Linked DNA regions of Mus musculus: region 1 is linked to region 2. The links are chromatin contacts, called in public HiChIP or PLAC-seq maps. All regions are on one chromosome and are shown on one strand. Each heading gives the region's core, a stretch centred on a gene start, on an enhancer-like site or on the middle of the called end of the contact. The rest is flanking DNA. Distances are from core to core; before and after follow the strand shown. Region 1 overlaps Shank2 (SH3 and multiple ankyrin repeat domains 2). Region 2 holds the start of Shank2 (SH3 and multiple ankyrin repeat domains 2).

Evidence for each region. HiChIP or PLAC-seq counts read pairs in DNA pulled down with a chosen protein or histone mark.
Region 1: a contact with region 2 is called in an H3K4me3 HiChIP or PLAC-seq map of forebrain, with 4 times the contacts expected there. The contact joins the enhancer-like site here to the promoter of Shank2 in region 2. A contact is called at or near these places in 1 of 39 promoter capture datasets (liver), 5 of 484 Hi-C or Micro-C datasets (cerebral cortex, cortical neurons, embryonic stem cells and 1 more) and 8 of 115 datasets of contacts at active chromatin or transcription factors (SST interneurons, astrocytes, embryonic basal ganglia and 5 more).

Annotation. Positions count from the first base shown.
Region 1 is chr7:144,410,644-144,413,686 of GRCm38.p6, forward strand. Shank2 (SH3 and multiple ankyrin repeat domains 2) reads left to right here. Exons shown (of 16, transcript NM_001113373.3): 15 at 1-1,225. Among named protein-coding and RNA genes, the nearest start is that of Gm14372, 5.2 kb to the left of the region's middle. Within about 2 kb of position 1,723, at least 18 of the 459 cell types and tissues checked have an H3K27ac peak or open chromatin away from gene starts, as enhancers often do. A contact at or near this core is called in embryonic forebrain and forebrain, where this site is marked.
Region 2 is chr7:144,174,056-144,177,095 of GRCm38.p6, forward strand. It overlaps Shank2 (SH3 and multiple ankyrin repeat domains 2), which reads left to right and starts at 1,405. Exons shown (of 16, transcript NM_001113373.3): 1 at 1,405-1,901. The coding sequence starts at 1,865.

The DNA.
Region 1 (3,043 bases), core at 473-2,972, 240 kb after region 2:
AAATGCGGCCCAGCGTGGAGTCCGGCTTTCCTCCAGTCACCAGACAGAACACCAGGGGTCCCCTGCGACGGCAAGAGACAGAGAACAAGTACGAGACAGACCTGGGCAAGGACCGGAGGGCGGACGACAAGAAGAACATGCTGATCAACATCGTGGACACTGCCCAGCAGAAGTCAGCTGGCCTACTGATGGTGCACACAGTGGACGTCCCCATGGCCGGGCCACCCCTGGAGGAAGAGGAGGACAGAGAGGATGGGGATACAAAGCCAGACCACTCACCCTCCACAGTGCCAGAAGGCGTTCCCAAAACCGAAGGTGCTTTACAGATCTCCGCTGCCCCGGAGCCCGCCGTCGCGCCCGGCAGGACCATCGTGGCGGCGGGCTCCGTGGAAGAGGCGGTGATTCTGCCATTCCGCATCCCCCCTCCCCCTCTGGCATCCGTGGACTTGGATGAGGACTTTCTTTTCACAGAACCGTTGCCTCCCCCCCTGGAATTCGCCAATAGTTTTGATATCCCCGATGACCGGGCAGCTTCAGTTCCCGCTCTGGCTGACCTGGTCAAGCAGAAGAAAAACGACACCTCTCAGCCCCCTACGTTGAACTCCAGCCAACCAGCCAACTCCACAGACAGTAAGAAGCCAGCCGGTATCTCGAACTGTCTGCCCTCCTCGTTCCTGCCACCCCCCGAAAGTTTCGATGCAGTCACCGACTCGGGGATTGAGGAGGTGGACAGCCGGAGTAGCAGCGACCACCACCTGGAGACTACCAGCACCATCTCCACGGTGTCCAGCATCTCCACGCTGTCCTCAGAGGGCGGCGAGAGCATGGACACCTGCACAGTCTATGCAGACGGGCAAGCCTTTGTGGTTGACAAGCCCCCAGTACCTCCAAAGCCAAAAATGAAGCCCATCGTTCACAAGAGCAACGCACTTTACCAAGACACGCTCCCAGAAGAGGACACGGATGGCTTTGTGATCCCCCCACCTGCACCCCCGCCCCCGCCGGGCAGCGCCCAGGCCGGTGTGGCGAAGGTCATCCAGCCAAGGACCTCCAAGTTGTGGGGTGACGTTCCAGAGGTCAAAAGCCCAATTCTCTCAGGCCCAAAGGCAAATGTCATTAGTGAGCTAAACTCCATTCTGCAGCAGATGAACAGGGGGAAATCGGTCAAGCCCGGGGAAGGGCTGGAGCTGCCGGTGGGAGCCAAGTCGGCCAACCTCGCTCCAAGGTAAGTTCCCAATCAGCTTGGGGAATGTGTGGTCCAGTGCTGGCCAAAAGAAACCATTGGGGAGCCACCTATGCAGCCGAGAAGAGGGGACCTGCATGGCCTCTGCCACACCCATTAGGCTATAACCATGTTGCCACCATCCTCCTGTCACCGGACTACGGCAGAGCCAAGGCCATGGCTGCCATGCAGCCTATGACACACCTTCCTAAAGACACATAAAGGAACCAGATTGCACGGGACCAGGCCCACGGTCGCTTCCAGAAGGAAGCTTTGGTCTCTGCTCCGTTTCCTCTGGCCCTTTGCCAGGACTACCTCAAAGGCAGGCAGAGCTCCATTAAAACCCAAACTGGTCAGCAGAGGTGGCCAGTGTCTGAACATGGGTGTACCATTCCCTCTCCCTTAATCCCCCTTGGGGTTGAGGATTTGGAAGGAGCTGGGTCATTGCTCTGGATGAACACCTGCCCCTCTGCTGCATCACCCCACCCAGGGGCAGACGTCACAAAGAAATCACTGCCAGCTGCGCCCGATGGGCCGTTTCCAGCCTCACGTAGGGCTTAACAAGCTACCTTCATTGGGATGGGGGGGGGGGTAGAATAAACACATTCTTCCTAAGTCCAAACAGAAGGTTCTAGAACAGCCCCCTGTGTGGTTTCAGGATGGTACTCGGCAGCCTTGCAGGCCCCACCCTCACTCATGGCCTTTCTGTTTTTGTTCCTTGTGTGATGTACACTCGTGCTGTCTTTCCGCTTCCGTGTGTGTAGTGCTCAGCCTCTCTGGCTGACAGTTGAGCTCAGGTTTCATCGGTTTGACTAATGAAGTCTTTCTTTATTCTCCCGCTGGGCAGGCATCTGATTCAAACAACCGAGCCCATTAATCAGGGACATCACACTGCATCTGAGTCTTGAGGTTTGGGCTGTGAGCCACAATTCTTCCTGTTACCTTTTGGTGTGGTTGTAAATGGAGGACTTGGACGGCTCCTTAACTCCTTTGAGAAATACTGATTGGCGGCTGTTGTAAAGAAGTGTGCGGATGCCACCGCTTGGTAATGGGAAACCTGCTACAGGTGGTGTGCAGAAGCAAGCTCCCGTGGCTCCCTGCTAGCTTGGGCGGGCCTGCAGAAACCCTCCACTCTGGTGGGTGGGAGGTGGGGTAACCACACACCTGCATATTTTAAACATGTCCAGGAGTCTCACAGCAACCTTGGAATATGCTTGGTTCATATTTTTCCTCTATAGAGTCTTTTATGCCACAGCCTCTTGTGAAAGTAATATTTGCAAGCCCTTGGGGTGGCGTCCCTCACGACTGGGCAGCATGATCCTGTGTGTTAAGTCCATTCTTCAGAGAGGCCGAGCAGGTATTGCAGCCTCTCTCTAAAAGTGAGGTTACAATAGCTGCCCAGTCTTCAACAGGAGAAAAGCTGAGGTGGCCGCTGGCATTGGGAAGGTGCGGGGGGGGGGGGGGGGGTTGCAGGGGAATTCTGAATCGCAGCAGATGACCCTTGCTGCCTTTCTTTTTCTGGTTAGACAATGTCTGGTGGCTCCCAGGAGAGGGAAGGAGACTTACCCTCCACTGGGGGCTGGGACTATTGTCTTTCCCTACTCCAGGTAGGTGCCAGATGTGGGCTGGGTGCTCAGAGAGAGCATCACTAGCACTCAAAAACTGGCTCCACCCAGCCAGTCTATTCCTGGCGCAGACCTCTCAGAGCAAGGACTTTAGCCAACGCCTACAAAGGACCAACAAACATTGGCCATTCTGTCACATAGGTACCAGCAACGTGGCCATCAACCAGCAGAGAGAGAAATCTGAGGCAAAGAGTCA
Region 2 (3,040 bases), core at 155-2,654:
CTGGCCTCTGGAGTGGGGCTTCCTGTATTTGTGGACACTGGTGACACCATCCCAATATGGCCTCCAGCCAAGTGCTTCATGATGATCTAGAAACCTCCGTGTTGACGCCTACCCAGGAAAGGTATCTCTAGCTCATCCCTGGAAGATGGATGCTCATGGATGATGCCACAGTCAAAGGGTCTCCCGAAAGCTGCTCAACCTTGCCTACAATGTCCAAAGGACCACAGAGGCCACATGCATGGCGCGGCAGCGAGTGTTAGACAGCCACTCCATCTCTAAGCCAGCCGTTTTGATGCCACCGGCTGTGATACTACAGGGGAGGATGTCACACGGGCGGTTTTGACATTGCTGACGAACCGTGTGGGCCCAATGGAGATGATGTTTAAATGCTCAGCCGACACGAAGCTCACACACAGACACACATAGTGATTCAGGCACAGCCTTTTCCTTCCCAGACAACGCCTGGCACAGCAGCGACCATTCTGAGCGTGCCTGGGATCCCAAGTGTGCTGAGGAAGGAAGGTGCCACTGCTCAGGCATGCCAGCCTCCTCTTCCTTACACCGCCATTTTTGTTGACATAAACTGTGTCGACCATATGGGATTGAATTCAGTGTTCCAGTTGCTTTTTCCTGTCTCTTCCTTTTCCTTTTCTCCCCCCTCCCCCGCCCCCTCCCCGGGTTTGGGAAGCTGTTCTCTTGGCAACCACAGAAGCAAAGCACACTCTTAATTGCTGCCCCAGTGGTAGATGCCCAGTGCCGAGCCTGACCCTTGCACTCCCTCCTCCTTTGATAGCATCTTCACCCTGGTGTGGGAATCATTCCTTGTGTGCCCCCACCACCACCACTGCAGGGCACAGCAGTGAGCAAGCACCCCCACCCACACTCTGCACTCTCTTTGTTTGCTATACAGACAGAACTTTTCTCAAGGTGATGTTTGGAGAGAGCTTCCCTTGCTTGACTTCTGTTGGGGGTGTGAATGCCAGAGACACGTGGGGAAACAGCTCTGAAGGGCCCATTTTTGCCGGCTGCCCTGTTTTGGGGTGCTTTACCTCTGACTACTTTGACAGTTATTATTTCCCATTCCTTACACAAAGCGAATGTAAGCGGCAGGGGGCGGAGTCCTGCTTTCCCAGGGTCATTATCAAGATGGGGAGGGCCAGAGAAGTGATGCCACTTGTGTCTGATGCTTCCAAAGGGAAATAGGTCACTGTCAGAATTCCTGAATCCTGGCATGCCTACCGGGGTGTCAGGGATCTTCTGGTGACTTGTCTGAAGCGTGGATATTTCTCCCTTGACTTTCTTACCACATCTGCTAGCTGACAAATAGACTTGGCTTCTTCTTTTAAAAAAAAATGTAAAAAAAAAAAAAAAAAATAGAAAAAGCACAGTACTTTATATTTAGCCACAGGCGCACGGAGCGCCCAGCAGCAGCCGGGTTTCCTTGGATAACTGGGGCTCCGGCTCACAAATGCCTCCCGGTGTCTCCTGGCCGACAGCTCGCGCGCAATCGCCTGCTCCATGTTAACCCTGCGTGGTGCTGCCTCTCCGATGCCCTGCTTGCTCTCTCGGCAGCGTGGCACTGCTCACATGAGGATCACCGCCAGAGGTAGCCGGTTCTGAGAGCAGCCTCAGTCTGCGCACAGTTGCTTCCCAGCTGACAGACAGAATATGGGGTGGGCTTTGTCACCAGCACGCTGGGTCTGGCATGCCCAGCGATGCTCGGGGCTGCAGCGCGCCCAGACGCCCGCCACTGCTCGCCGGGTCCCAGCCGCGCCAGCTCCGAGGGGCCGGGCTGCGCGCCTAGCCTTCCTGCCCGCCGAGAGGGTTATATAATGAGCGGACCGCTGCCAAAGTCACAGGGAAAATGAAGTCTTTGTTAAATGCCTTCACCAAGAAGGAAGGTAAGGAGAAAGCTGTAGGAAGCGTGGGGTGCCTGGTGAGCAGCCGTGGGCTGCTCCTCGGGGGAGAGGGGACTCGGGTGCCTCCTCAAATTGCTGGTTACGGTTCATCGCTCAAGGAATAATTGCCCCAGCTTTGTGGTATGGTTTGGCTCTAGTCAAGTCTGGAAGATTAACACAGATGAAGGTGCCTTTGTATTTTAGTGTGTTCCTGAGCTACCAGCCTCTGGCAGAACTGCATTCCAGAACATCTCATCCAGAGAGCTTATGCCAAGGGACACATTGGGAAACTAGGTCTTGGGGAAAATAAAAGAAGTTTTGGTTTTCTGTCTTCCAGTCACCTGGAGGCTGTGAGCACCTGCTAAGGAGGGTCAGGGCACATGGCTGGATGCACCCAAGGCATCCTCTTCTAGTGCCACTTGCCAGTTCTGCCTGGCTGTCCCTGGGTTGCGAAACAAACCATGGGGTGCATGAAGAATCCCTCTTTAACATACCTTGTATGATTTTTATTGTGAGGAAGGAAAAAAACTGTATAAATAAATGCATGTAAGACAGCTAAGAAAATATCCACCCACCCAAGAGCCTGCAGATTGCTGAAAGAAGGAAACGTTGGGTGGCATATTAATCATTTTCAGACAGGAAAGGAGTTATTTTTAACACTTTTCATGAAAAAAAAAAAACATCATTTGCGTGTATGGTCCCAGTCAGAGAGTTTTCTCAGATAGCAAGCTTTCTATCTTTCTGATGAAACCAGGTTTCCAAAGAGGTGACTTTAAGGAAATTAGGAAGATCACTTTCTACCCGAGCTCACTGTGAACTAGACACCAAAGATACTTCAGCAGCCTTGAAACTAATTTGATATGAGGCTTGGTCGTTAAGCAAGACAATTTTCATTAAAATGTTCACTCTAATGTTACCTGTGTGGGTCCATTTGACTCACTTGCCTGGTCTTCGGGGTGAAATGTGCATAATGTGTCCCGGCTGTTTTGTTCTATGACCCTCCCTGTGTGGCCTCGCCTGCATGAGGACATCCTGCTTACTCCTTCCTTCTGCAGACTCAGGCTCTTCAAAAAGGGCATAGAATAGATCCTTTCTTTTTCTGATGAGGCTTACCAAAATTTGCCATGAGGGACTTCGAATTT